Regions from separate parts of the Sus scrofa genome. Here all the other regions are linked to region 2. A link is a contact called in public HiChIP or PLAC-seq data. All regions are on one chromosome and are shown on one strand. The core of a region is the stretch at or near the end of the contact, and the rest is flanking DNA. Distances in the headings are between cores, read along the strand shown. Region 1 holds the start of ARG1 (arginase 1). Region 2 holds the start of ENPP1 (ectonucleotide pyrophosphatase/phosphodiesterase family member 1). Region 3 holds the start of MED23 (mediator of RNA polymerase II transcription subunit 23).

The links. HiChIP or PLAC-seq counts read pairs in DNA pulled down with a chosen protein or histone mark.
Region 1: an H3K27ac HiChIP or PLAC-seq map of alveolar macrophages shows a contact between it and region 2. The contact joins the promoter of ARG1 here to the promoter of ENPP1 in region 2. A contact is called at or near these places in 1 of 47 Hi-C or Micro-C datasets (liver) and 1 of 2 datasets of contacts at active chromatin or transcription factors (alveolar macrophages).
Region 3: a contact with region 2 is called in an H3K27ac HiChIP or PLAC-seq map of alveolar macrophages. The contact joins the promoter of MED23 here to the promoter of ENPP1 in region 2. A contact is called at or near these places in 1 of 5 promoter capture datasets (liver) and 1 of 2 datasets of contacts at active chromatin or transcription factors (alveolar macrophages).

The regions. Positions count from the first base shown.
Region 1 is chr1:32,017,555-32,021,817 of Sscrofa11.1, reverse strand. ARG1 (arginase 1) reads left to right here and starts at 1,516. Exons shown (of 8, transcript NM_214048.2): 1 at 1,516-1,785. The coding sequence starts at 1,729.
Region 2 is chr1:31,795,053-31,799,166 of Sscrofa11.1, reverse strand. ENPP1 (ectonucleotide pyrophosphatase/phosphodiesterase family member 1) reads left to right here and starts at 2,573. Exons shown (of 25, transcript XM_021087933.1): 1 at 2,573-2,827. The coding sequence starts at 2,588.
Region 3 is chr1:31,957,967-31,962,357 of Sscrofa11.1, reverse strand. MED23 (mediator of RNA polymerase II transcription subunit 23) reads right to left here and starts at 2,424. Exons shown (of 29, transcript XM_021087972.1): 1 at 2,104-2,424; 2 at 1,735-1,766; 3 at 1,493-1,580. The coding sequence starts at 2,151.

The sequences.
Region 1 (4,263 bases), core at 267-2,766, 220 kb before region 2:
AAAATGAAAATTTTTGAGTGATCACAAAGTTTTCAGATTACTGACAGATGTGGAAAAGTTATTTGTGATGTGAAACCATAAGAGATTAATACTTAGCTATACAAAATATCACAAGTAAATAACTAGGATATACAACAAATCTGCAAGTAAAAAATAGAAAGTCCGTGGAAAATGGTCCTATTAAAAAGGGACATTATGGATTCCCATTGTGGCTCAGGGGTAACGAACCCAACTAGTATCAATGAGGATGCAGGTTCAATCCCTGGCCTCCCTCAGTGGGTTAAGGATCCAGCCTTGCCATGAGCTGTGGTGTAGGTCGCAGACGAAGCTTGGATCCCACGTTGCTGTGGCTATGGTGTAAGGGGTGTTGTTCAACCCCTAGCCTGGGAACCTCCGCATGCCACAGGTGTGACCCTAAAAAGACAAAAACAAAACAAAACAAAACAAAAAAGACCTTATGAGACCTTGGTTTTCTCATTTACACATTCAGTAAATATTTATTGCGTGCCTATCACATATCAGCACTGTCCTAGGCACTGGGGTTGTAGCAGACAACTCTCTGCCCTTGTGAAAGAGTCCACAATGTTCTGTCCTACTAATAGGAAAAAAAGAGATTCATTTCTACAAACAAATTTTCCTTTTACATTACTATCATATTTTTTTAAGGTTCAAAGATTTTTTGGGGTGTGTTTCCTCTAAATCCACATTTGCACTAAACAATTTCCCATGGGCATGCTAGTCTGAGAGGCTACCACTTCATCTGTGTTTAGACTGTAAAGCCCAGTGGTTAGGGGATCCAAATGCCTACAACTGAATCATAGCTTTTCTTCTACGTGACATTTGGCAACGTCTCTCACTCCGCTTTGGTTTTTTAATCAGTAAAATACTGCTAATAATGAAACTGGTCATTAAATTCCTCTAAGGATTAAATGAGATAATATGAAACAGAACAGCACTTGGCACACGATTAAAAACTCAGATTTGGCTGTTTTTATATCTATATTTAATTGTGATACTCTGAGTCCCGAAAGTGCTGTTTTCCTGCGCACCAAATTCCAAAATTAGGGTGGTAACACCTCTGGATTATTAATCAGGCAATTAATTTTACCTTTAAGTAATCATCAGAAAAGGGAGTCATACGCCTTCCCTGAGACTGTACCCTGGTGCTGTATGAGGTGTGTCTTGTGGATTAACCATTAATCCCAGTGTGAAAAGTAAATTCAGAGTTGTGGGGCTAGAAGAGGGCTGAGAGACCATCTCACCAGTCCCAGCCCTTTGGACACAGGAGGAGGCAAAGCCCTGGGGGAGGCAAGTGCTGTGCCCTGAGTTTGCACAGCTAGAACCACGGCATTGCTTCTGTGGTTATGATGAAGTGATTATGATTAGAAAAGATGATTGGGACTAGGAAGTCAAGGTGGTGATGCAGAAAGATTGATGTCACCAGCCAGCTTTGTCAGATGGGTGTGAGCTGGCCACATGGATGATCTCACTTAACGAGGAACTCAGACTCAGAGTCGGACTCATGGTCATTCCAGGTATGAACTTGCTGGGCTTCCACCTGACTGTGTCTTCCGTTCAGTAGGTGGAGCCACTCTTCCTCATTAGAATAAAGTCAACAGATTGAACTCAATTATAAATAGGAAAAAAAATGTGCCCTTGGCCACTGAGTGTTGCTGAGAGGGAAGACTGGCTGGAGGACTCTGGTGTAGCGGTGAGAAATATTGGAGCATGAGTTTCAAGTCACAATCCATCGGGATCATCGGAGCTCCTTTCTCCAAGGGTCAGGTGAGTAAAAAGCTTGGCTTTGAGAAGCCAGAATTTCTTAGAAAATTTAGACTTTCAAAATGAGTAAGGAGTTAATGTCTGGTTAGTTAGGTTCTCTGATGCAACTCTGGCCCGAAATATATAGTTTCAAGTTCTCTTACCATTCTGTGTCATTGTAGAATTATGGTCACAAACCCACTTATTCTTGTGGCTCCTGACCTCAGCAACAGCCAATTTTATTTAAATCCACTGAATTTTTCCTTGTATTTTTAAAGAGAAATGTTTTTATTTGAATGGAAAGGGGCTGTTTCTGCATTGTAGCTCTTCATTTAGATTTCCATGCTCTCCTTGCTTCTGAGGTTCCCATGTATAAGCAGGAGAAAGAATTTGAAGAATACACATTTGTTTATTTATGTAATGATCACCTAAAAAATTTCAGAGATGGGTGGCTTCAGACTTTTAAAAATGTGAAAAACCTAAATATTACTGCTTTCCCAACTTCATGAGTGGCTTATTTTTTCTTGTCTTTAATGAGTCTATAAAAGCGTTAATTTATGGTCTAGGTAGAGTCCTTTGTATACCTCTCTTGGAGGGAGGAAAAAAGAACACAGTAAAAGGAAATTTGGCCGCATCAAAAGGACTAATGGATTTCTGAAACTCCCAGGTTCCAGAACATGCCAGCAGCACTTAAATAGACAGTCTTTTTCTTCTGCCCAGGCACACTCATTCTGATAAATCCAATGAGATTGTAGACACCTTGCAAGAATCTGTGCTAAAAGGGAGGGTGGGGGTTGCCAGAGAACAAAAACAAAAGCAAACAAGATAAAGTGTGAATTGAATTTTTGTTGTGGTTGTGGTTGTTTTAAATGTTTCTTGGTTTCTCAGAACTTTCTCGTTGCCCATCTGGGCAACTTTTTTGCTTCTCTTAGTTTTGAACTCTTGCTTTGCATCTGGATTTTTTACAGGTCGGAGGTTAGAGACACAAACTGCATTTGGACTGTCAGTTAATACTGCTTCGCTCCCCCCTTTGAAATCTGTCAAAGCTATCTCCCAGAACTTGGGGACATTTTGCTGACGCAGAAGTGTTTCTTTTAATGCTGGGGTTAATTGCAAAATCCACAATGTGCTCCTCTATTCTTGGGACAGGTTTTGACAAAAGATAGCACTGAAATAACTAAAGGAAGGAAGAAAGGGAGAGAGGGAGGAAGGAAAGGGACTGAACATGACTTTATCCAAACATGAGGTCCCTAGACCTCAGCAGAAGGTCTTATGCTAATAACAGCCCCTCTGTGGGATACTATGTTGAAATAGAGCCTGATGCATTTGCTGTTCTCCGTAATTCTCCCCTTCCCCCGGCCTCCTCTAGCTCTTCTTTATTAAAACCTGGCCCCAGGAGAATGAGGCTTATCGTCTCATGATAGTAAGGACAAAGAGAGAGAGATTTGTCTACACTAAGCCATAGCCTAGAGGGGGAACAAATGACCAACCATACGTGTCCGTCCCACCAAAAGGAGGCAAAAATTTGATAAACAGGTAAAGGAAGAAGATTAGAGGTCAGATGACGAGAAGGTTGAGCCCGAGAAAGAATTCCATCTCCTGCCTCATTCTCTTGCAAGGCAGTGGTGGGGGGAGGAGGTGATGTGAAAAAATGAGGTAGGTGTTATGTTTGTTTTACTGTTAACTAAGGCTCCGAGAGGTTTGGTCATCTGCTCAAGGTCACACAGTGTTGACTATGTAATTCCAGACAGCGCTGCTGGATACCAAAGCCTCTGCTCTGACATTGGTGCCTCTTTAGTGCTACAGCAGATCTCAGAGTGGTGGTCAGTTAGGGATGGGAGTCCTGCTTCAAAGTCAGCTGAGGTGACAAACCAATCTTTGTTGAGAAGCCATTTGAATCAGACAAAACAAACAACAGCAACAACAAAATCATAGAAAGTGTCACTCTGGGAAATTGAACAACTGTGTTATTGTAAATATACAGCCACCCTCCATATCTGTGCGTTCCACATTCACGAGTTCAGAAGCCACCAAAACGGAGTGCTGACTTTACAAGTCATTTTATGTAAGGGGCTTCAGCATCTGCCAGCGAGGGCAGGTGGCAGAGGAGGTATGTTGTCTAGGAACTAATCCTCTACAGATACTGAGGGATGACTTTAGTATCAACTAGGGGGTGTATAAAATCTGTTATTTTTTTCTAAATAATTCTTAAAGTTCAGAATTTTTTTTCAATTTATTGAAATGCAGTTGGTTTACAATGTTGTATTAGTTTCAGGTATACAGCAAAATGATTATCTTACATATATGTGAATGTATGCATATATGTGTGTGTATGGTTTTTTAGATTATTTTCCATTATGTTCTACATTTAGAATGGATAAGCAATGAGGGAACTATATCCAGTCTCTTGGGATAGACCATGATGGAAGATGATGCAAGAAAGGGAATGTATATATATGTATGACTGGGTCACTTTGCCATACAACAGAAATTGGCACAACA
Region 2 (4,114 bases), core at 1,324-3,823:
GCTGCAGCTCTGATTTGACCTCTAGTCTTGGAACTTACATATGCTACAGGTGAGGCCCTAAAAAGAAAAAAAGAAGATTCAGGCACCCACTCTCCTCTTTAGTGGAGAGGAGTAAAAGGATTGATTAAGGTCTCTATAGTCCACTATAGCATAGACAATAGAGACCTTAACCAATAAAGGCAGAGTGGCTTAGGACTAAGGATGACACATTCATCGTTCACTTTTACATTTACTGGAGAAGTTGTCTTGCAGTTTTATGTCTCTTGATCTTATTGTACTTTGGAGTGTGAAGCTGTCCTTCAGACCATTGCAAATATAAACAAGATGGAGGCAAGACTTGTCAATAGCTCAATCTATGGCTAAACAATATGAGTGGCCTCCTCAATCCATGTTTTTATTCCTCTGATTTTAGAGTTTCAGTTGGATTTTTATAGCTACCCATAAAAGTCCCAACTGGCAAAGGCAGGCAAGACCTGAGCATATGGCAGAGGCCACATCCTGGTGGCCTGTGTGCCAGGCCCACCCTGCAGATGTGTTACATTTTGCTTGGCCTTTAAAGTGTGGAAAGAAATTGTTTTTCTGAATTTTGTAGACAAAATTTTGCAATCTGGAGAATTCACACAAACATCACAATTTCCTGTTGCTCTTGAAAAATCTATCTGGCCGCAATGGGCACAGAATCCTGCTGAGTAAAGGTCACAACCTGTAACAGGGTACCACTCACCTACAGGGGGCTGCTTCGCTCTTTAATGGTTCCTGCTGGTCCCTGGATATTTGAGTTTGTGATCCTGCCATCCTCTCCACCAATGGGTGGAGTCTTTAAAATCACTTGTTGACTTGGGATGCAGACAATACACTTATTCCATTTGTTTTCTCAGGGTCAAAGCCACTTTGGATGGACTCTGCTGAGTTGCTCTTAGAAGTTTTGACACGCCTTTGACCAGTCTCCATGGAGTGAATTTTTGTCCTTGAATTTGAGTTTTGGAAACAGTCAAAGGAAAATTTAGAGCCAAGTTTGGGGTTAAAAAAAATATGTGAGGCTATGAAACAGTGAAAACCTGTTTCTCTTGGGTGGTTTGTAAGCTGACTCAAAGGTAATTTAAAAAATAAATAAATAAAAAGAGCTCAATAATGCTTTGAGGGATGGCCTTCACTTCTTCCAGATGTCAGCTATCCTCTCCACTACGCTGTCATAACATCCTCTGTGAGATTCTATTATGCACATATGATCTGGGTTTTAATTTCTTTTTTAACTGCCCTCACCTCCTTTGATCAGACTGAGAGCCACTTGGGAGAGACATACTTTTATTTACCTTTCATGTGGTATGCATGTTTGGTGGCCAGGAGATTGAAGTGAAGGATTCATTGTTGAATGAATGAATCAATCAATCAATATAATTGGAAAGTGTCCTGAGTTAACTACTTTAAGGAGGACAACACACACTTTACATCTGTTAAAACATCCATTCTCATTTTAAACATCTTTTTGTATGTTCGTGTAATCAAAAAGAACATGAAATGATATTGGATTGTGGAACCTTCCTTGGTCACTAAAGTCAGTTCCGGACAGCGCAAAGCAGGTTGAAAGTCACTGTTCCCTCACTGACAGGGGAGCCTCACTACACTACCAGGCTTGTGGCTTTTCTAACTGATGAGCAAGGAAAGGGAAAGGTTGCAGAATCAAAACCTACCAAGAATTAGAGCCTATTGTTCGTGCCCTAGTTCAAAATCAAAGTGTCAAAGTAGTCCAGAGTGTGTTAAAATTTTCGATGTTGCCAAGTAATCAGCAGCAACCTCAGGATAGCGCAGCGCCAACACTTTGAAGCTTTTAATCGCGAAAGTCTAGAAGAACTAATAAATATGTTAAAGCAAGGGCAGTTCCCCAAACACAGAAACCACAGAAAACGAAATATCTCTTAAAAGTGTGTATTTGAAAAATCAGATGTTTTAAGGACACACAGTCTACTCTCAGAGTCGCATAGGTAGTGGGCAGCAAGGCTTTGAGGGAATACTTCTTTATTTCTACGTAGGAAAAAAAGAAGTTGACTGCCTCCCACGCTTGACCCTACAGCCTCTCTGCTAGCCCATCCAGCAACACCCAGGTCTGTCCCGACTCCACTCTCCCGCGTTTGAGAAGCCGCACCGCCGGGGCAGCTGCATCCTCCTTTTCCTCCCGCTCTATTTTGGGGCCCCCGTGATCTCATGCCCTCTGCAGACCACACTCTGCAATTCCAGTCCAGCCCGCGCCGCGAGGCCACGCAGGGCGATTCCTGCAAGTGTTCGGATGCTGCCCGGGGCATCGGGAGGGGAAGGCTTGGGGTGGGGGGTGGGGGGCGGTAAAGACGCGCCCACGTAAAGGACCCAAAATAACCGACACGCAGAGTGCCCGAAATCAGACAGGAAGCCAAATAATCCGGGGCGTTGAGTTGCTTTCCCCTCACTCGTAGTGCTGGGCGGCGGGCGCCGAGCCAAAGGTCTGGCGGCGAGGGGCGGGCGCGGCGGCGGCGGCGGGCGGGGTGGGGCGGGGCGGGCTCGGAGTCTATTAAAGGCGCAGCGGGGCTGTGGGACCCGAGCGCCCGGGGCCACGATGGAGCGCGACGGCTGTGCCGGGGGCGGGAGCCGCGGCGGCGAGGGCGGGCGCGGCTCCCGGGAGGGCCCTGCGGGGAATGGCCGCGACTCGGGCCGCGGCCACGGCGCCGAGGCGCCCGGGGAGCCGCAGGCGGCCGCGTCCTTGCTGGCCCCCATGGACCTGGGGGAGGAGCAGCTGGAGAAGGCGGCGCGCGCCCGCACGGCCAAGGACCCCAACACCTATAAAGTGCTCTCGCTGGTAGGTCCGGGCCGCCCGGCGCGCGGCAGGACGGGGAGGGCGGCTCCCGGCTCCGGTGCTCCGAGCGCGTGGTCAGCACCCGGGGCTCGGAGAGAGCCAGCTGCCGTGCCGCTCTGCGCTTTCTCGCCGTCCTCGGGGGGCTTTTTTCCGTGCTCAGTACCATCGAGCCTTCTCTTACCCCTGGGGGAAGAGTTCGCGCTCACTTGTATACTGATGCTCAGAAGGACCTGTTTGTGAAACCAGACTGTTCACATTTGTGATCTTTAGCAATTCCACCTCTCATCCCCAGAGAGCACAGGGTTTTTCGTAGGGAAAAAAATGGCCAGCCCCAAAGTTGTTGGTCTTAGGAAAAGCCGACAAGGTGTTTTTTTTGGTTTTTGTTTTCTTTTTAGTTTAAAATTTGAATTTCATTTTTTTACCTCTTTGGGTGACTCCGCGTGCAGTAGTAATGATTTTCCTGGCATTAACTGATTCCACTTGAAAAGATTTCACAGAGCTCTTTAAGGTATATCAGGAACTTTAGAAAATACTTTTTCTCTTGGCTCTGTTTAGGAATTTCCTGGCAGCTGCTCAGAAAGTCCATCAGTATTCATGTTATGTGAAGAAACGTTTATGATTCTTCGTCCACTCTTGCAATCATGGTGTACACGGGTTTTGTTGTTAACAGAAGTTCCCAGCCTTCCTCTGCTATTGGGATAGTTGCAGAATCCACAGTCAATTTTGTGAAATGCGGGGGTGTTTTTTTTTATTCTGCATCTGGACTGAGAGTCACAGCCTGGGTATTTGCTTTCGTGGCTGTTATTAATTGCTGGGATCCCCTATGACTCTCCCCAAATCTCAGTGCCCTTCTAAAATGAGGACACCACCACCTCCATATGCCTTGAATAGAATTGTTGTGAGGGTCAAGTGGAACAATGTCTCTGAGGAAGTACATTTGAAAACTACAAGGAGATGTAATCATTTGATTGCTATCATATGGAAGTGACATTTCTATATGTAGTGTACCCTAAAATACATTGTCACTTATATTTTATGACTGAACAATGCAGTGGAGAGGATATCTTTTCTGATTTTTGAAATTTTTCCTTTCGTGAGCTTTTCTGTTTTCACTATGTTTTGGGTGTCATGGAGATGATACTAGTGCTTTGAGAACTAACATTCCTAGACTAAAGAGATGGTGTCAAATAATTAGCACTTACAAAATAGCAAGAGTTCAGTGTCCCAAACCACATAATGTTTGTATCTCAAGATATAGCTCTACGTCATGTATCATGTATCATCATGAAT
Region 3 (4,391 bases), core at 1,175-3,674, 160 kb before region 2:
AATGGACTGATGTAGAACTACATTGAGAATTATAAATTAAGAGGAAGAAAATCAAGGTTCTAATGAACAGTGTACATACACAGTATATAAACATTCTATAGAAATGATTCTATGCATAAAACACTTCTAGAAGGAAACATAAACTAAGAATACTGGCTGCAAACAGGAAAAGGAACAAGTTATTAAGTTAAGAGAGATGGAAAGCAACTTATTCATTGGGTCCAACTTTTGTACCCTTTGCATTTTGTATCATATAAATATTACCTATTATTACAAAATAATTAAAAGTAAAAGGAACTTAAAAAAGAATGTATTGGGAGTTCCCGTCAAGGCTCAGCAGTTAACAAATCTGACTAGTATCCATGAGGATGCAGGCTTCGATCCTAGGCCTTGCTCAGTGGGTTAGGATTCCAGCGTTGCCGTGAGCTGTGGTGTAGGTCACAGACCTGACTCAGATCTGGCGTGGCTGTGGCTGTGGCAAAGGCCTATGGCTTTGGCTCCAATTTGACCCTAGCCTGGGAACTCTCATGTGCCACAGATGCAGCCCTAAAAAACAAAAACAAAAACAAAAGAATGTATTGCCACTATGTGATTCACCTCTTGAGTAGTAAGTCTAAAGCAGCAGCTCAATCGCAAACAGTTCTCATTTTCCTACCTATAATGAACCATGAGAAGATAATGTACTACTGCACCATGAGCTCTCTAAGGATTACACTTGGGAGTTCCCACTGTGGCACAGCAGAAACAAATCTGACCAGTATCCATGAGGTTTCGGGTTCGATTCCTGGCCTCACTCAGGGGTTAAGGATCCGGTGTTGCCGTGAGCTGTGATATAGGTCACAGACATGGGGGATCCTGTGTTGCTGTGGGATAGGCCAGCAGCTGTAGCTCCAATTCAAATGCTAGCCTGGGAACTTCCATATGCTGTGGGTGCGACCCTAAAAAGCAAAATAAATAAATAAGTAAATAAATAAAATTTAAATAAAGTATCACACTATTGCCTTTTTCAAGGCTACATTATCTGGGGAATGTTCTTTGTTACTAAGTTTTACTGTTACTTTCTTCAATGTTGTCATACTATCTTTGTATCCCTATTATGGCACCCTTGTATCTCTGCTATGGTATCCTTATTATAGGATCTTCATGTCAAGGCTAAACCAGTTCCTTTGTTGAAATGAGTGAAATTTTTATCCATTACAATCACTAACACAGCTGTTCTGAAGTGCACCAAATAAATCAGAATAGGTTGAAAACGGTTTTATATAATCTACCATGGGAAAGACTTTTAAAAACATCTCACACTGTGCTGTAGTTAACCTGATTTTTCTATACAGATTCTCCACTGGAAGAATAGGAATTGAAACAAACAGGATACTAGAATAAACAAAAGACAAGTTATTTCCTTTTCCAGAAAGACCTTAACAGCAACATCAAAGAAAATGTAAAGAAGTCAAAAATCATCAGCCAGGTGTATTAAAAATGCAGTGCTCACCTGAGAAAGACCACCCCAAAACTGTCGGAAGGCTCCCAAACAGCTAATTAGTTTTGTTTTTTCATCTTCAGGGTTGTCCATAAACATGCTAAAAAAATAAAAATCACGGTGTTTGCCACTAGTTTTAAAAAGGTAATTCAACGTAACCAGAATAATGGATCTTATAAACCTACATACAAGACAGACCTAAATAATATCATACAAAGATACACTCAGGTAAAATGTGCCATGCATACACTCACCCAGGGAAAGCCTCTTCTATAATTTCTGTTTTCTGTAAAAAAAAAAAAAAAAAGTAAATGGTGAACGCGAATTTAAAAAACAAAAGGGGGAGGGGCCTCCCCGAGCAAAACAATATAATGCAACAGAGAGCAAGTCACCTTAATCAGCCACAAGCGGAAGCAAACAATACCTGTCTTGTTGGCCTGTAACAAAGCGTGTTGTGGATTTCGAAGGAGACTTTGAATTTGACAGCAATTTCAGAATTCCTCAGCCGTTGCACACAAAAGTGGCATCACAACAAAGAAGTCTAGGAGAGGTTGCCCGGGCCGTTGTCCCCTCGCCACCCCCTCGCCCAGCCATGGCCCTGGGTCCCTAGCCGTTCCACTCACCACCACCTCCTCAAAAATGCTTTGCAGTTGCGTCTCCATCTGGACCATCGCCCCCTCCTTCCTCGGACGTCAACCGCGCGGCCCGGACCGGCCGGAACTCCGGGAATAGAGGGGCAGAGGGCCAGAGGGCTAAAGATGCCCGCAGGAAACTGCAGCGCGCCAAAGTCGCGTTCCTCTTCAAGGATCCAGCTGAGGCCGAGCCCTCTAAGGCCCAGCAAACAACTGGAGCCTGCCCGGAAGCCAGGTAGCGATGGGTGCGCGCCGATTACGAAACCCGCAGAAACCAGGGATCCAGCCATTAAGGTTCCGCCTGTGGGAAAGAGCGGCCCGCGAGCCAGGCGAGAGTGCCCCCCAGTGGAGCCTGGGGCCTAAGTCATCCCGAGGCGTCGTTGCCTGCAGGCTGCCACTTCTCCGCTGAAGCAGGAATTTCCTCCTCCTCGGTGCTTAAACTTTGGCATACTGGGAAGTATAAAAGTTTGAGACCCAGGGGCTGCAAAATCGGCCGGAAATGCTCCTCCAAGCGGCTGACCTTTTGGATGTCCGTCAGCAGAGTGGAGTCAGGAGTTGGAATTGCACTTTTCTTGACGACAGGAACCAATGTCTTCTCAACTATGGTAACCTCCGTGCCTTGCACAAAACCAGAAAAGCAGCAGGGTTTCAGTGAAGGTTAAAAAAAAATGAATGAACGCAGCGTATTAATTTTTCATTAGAATAATTGAATAATAATATCTATTTTCAATTAATCATCTAAAATAATAAAATTTACCAATTACAGAATATCTATAGCCTCTTTGGCAGGGATAGAGATGGACAAGGGTGGTAAAGAGAAAGACTGATCCACAGGCATGGTCTGAAAGGATGCACTGAGTCGTGTGTGCCCTCCTCCCCGCCCTACTCCACTTTATTCTCTCAAGCATCAAGTTTGACATTTTGGTAGAAACTTACTCTCATTTGTAGAAATGGTAAATGTTTAACTCGTTCCCTCAGTACTAGACTTGTGTTAGGCATTTAAAGAACTGTATTGCAGAATGTATTTTTCAGACTGCCCAAGCTAGAAGGGTAACAGAGTCAGAATGATTAAACTTTAAAAGCTAGGAGTTCCTGTTGTGGCGCAGCAGAAACGAATCCGACTAGTAACCATGAGGTTTCGGTTTGATCCCTGGCCTCGCTCAGTGAGTTAAGGATCTGGCATTGCTGTGAGCTGTGGTGTAGGCCACAGTGGGGGCTGGAATCCTGCGTTGCTATCTATGGCTGTGGTGTAGGCCAGCAGCTGCAGCTCCAATTCAACCACTAGCCTAGGAACCTCCATATGCCTGGGAATTTCCATATGGTGCGGGTGTGGCCCTAAAAAAGCAAAAAAAAAAAAAAAAAGTCTAAAGCCCTCTAGCTTTCTTTTTTGTTCCTTTTGTATGCTAAACAGATTATTTATTGTGTATTATCTTTAATCATATTCATTTCTAAGACAGTTTTCATTTCATCTAGCAGACTTCCATGTTTCGGCTCTGTATTACAAATGTTGCCCATGGCTTGTACAATCAAGTAGGTAAAATGGTCAGGTAAGAATTACTTGTCATAACTAAATAAAATTAATTTTTATATTATACTTGCTGATATTTTATTCATTGAACAAAAGTTGACCATCCATTTCTAGACCTTCTTAATGCCCTTCTCAGTCATTCTATATTGATATATACTTTACATACAGTGAAATGCATAAAAATTTAATTGTGCAGATCCATGAATTTTGACATATGTTCATACTTGTTTAACCACTCCCTCAGGCAAGATATTTCTATCTCCCCCAAAAAGTTCCTAAAGTCCCTTTGCATCCAATTCCCCTCCCAGAGGCAAACATTGTTTTGAAATCATTAATTAGTTTACCTGTTCTAAAAGTTTATATAATTGGAATCACACAGTATTTACTCTTTTGTATCTAGCTTCTTTCATACAACCTTATATTGAGATTCACCTTATATTTTGTATAGCATTTCATTGTGTGAATATACTATAGATTATTGTTCAGTTTATCTGTTGGCAGGTATTTCAGTTGTTTTCAGTTTTGCTATGAACATTCTCAAGTCTCTCTAGAGACAAGCTATTTTTCTATTATTTTTCTAGGAGCAGAATTTTGGGGTCATATTGTAAGTATATGCTTAACTTTATAAGAAAATCCCAAGCAGTTCTCCAAAATGGTTTTACTGCTTTTACATCCTACACATTTGTGGGATTTCTAATTGTTCTGCTTCCTTATCAACATTGCATGGCGTCAGTCTTTTTACCTTTACCCA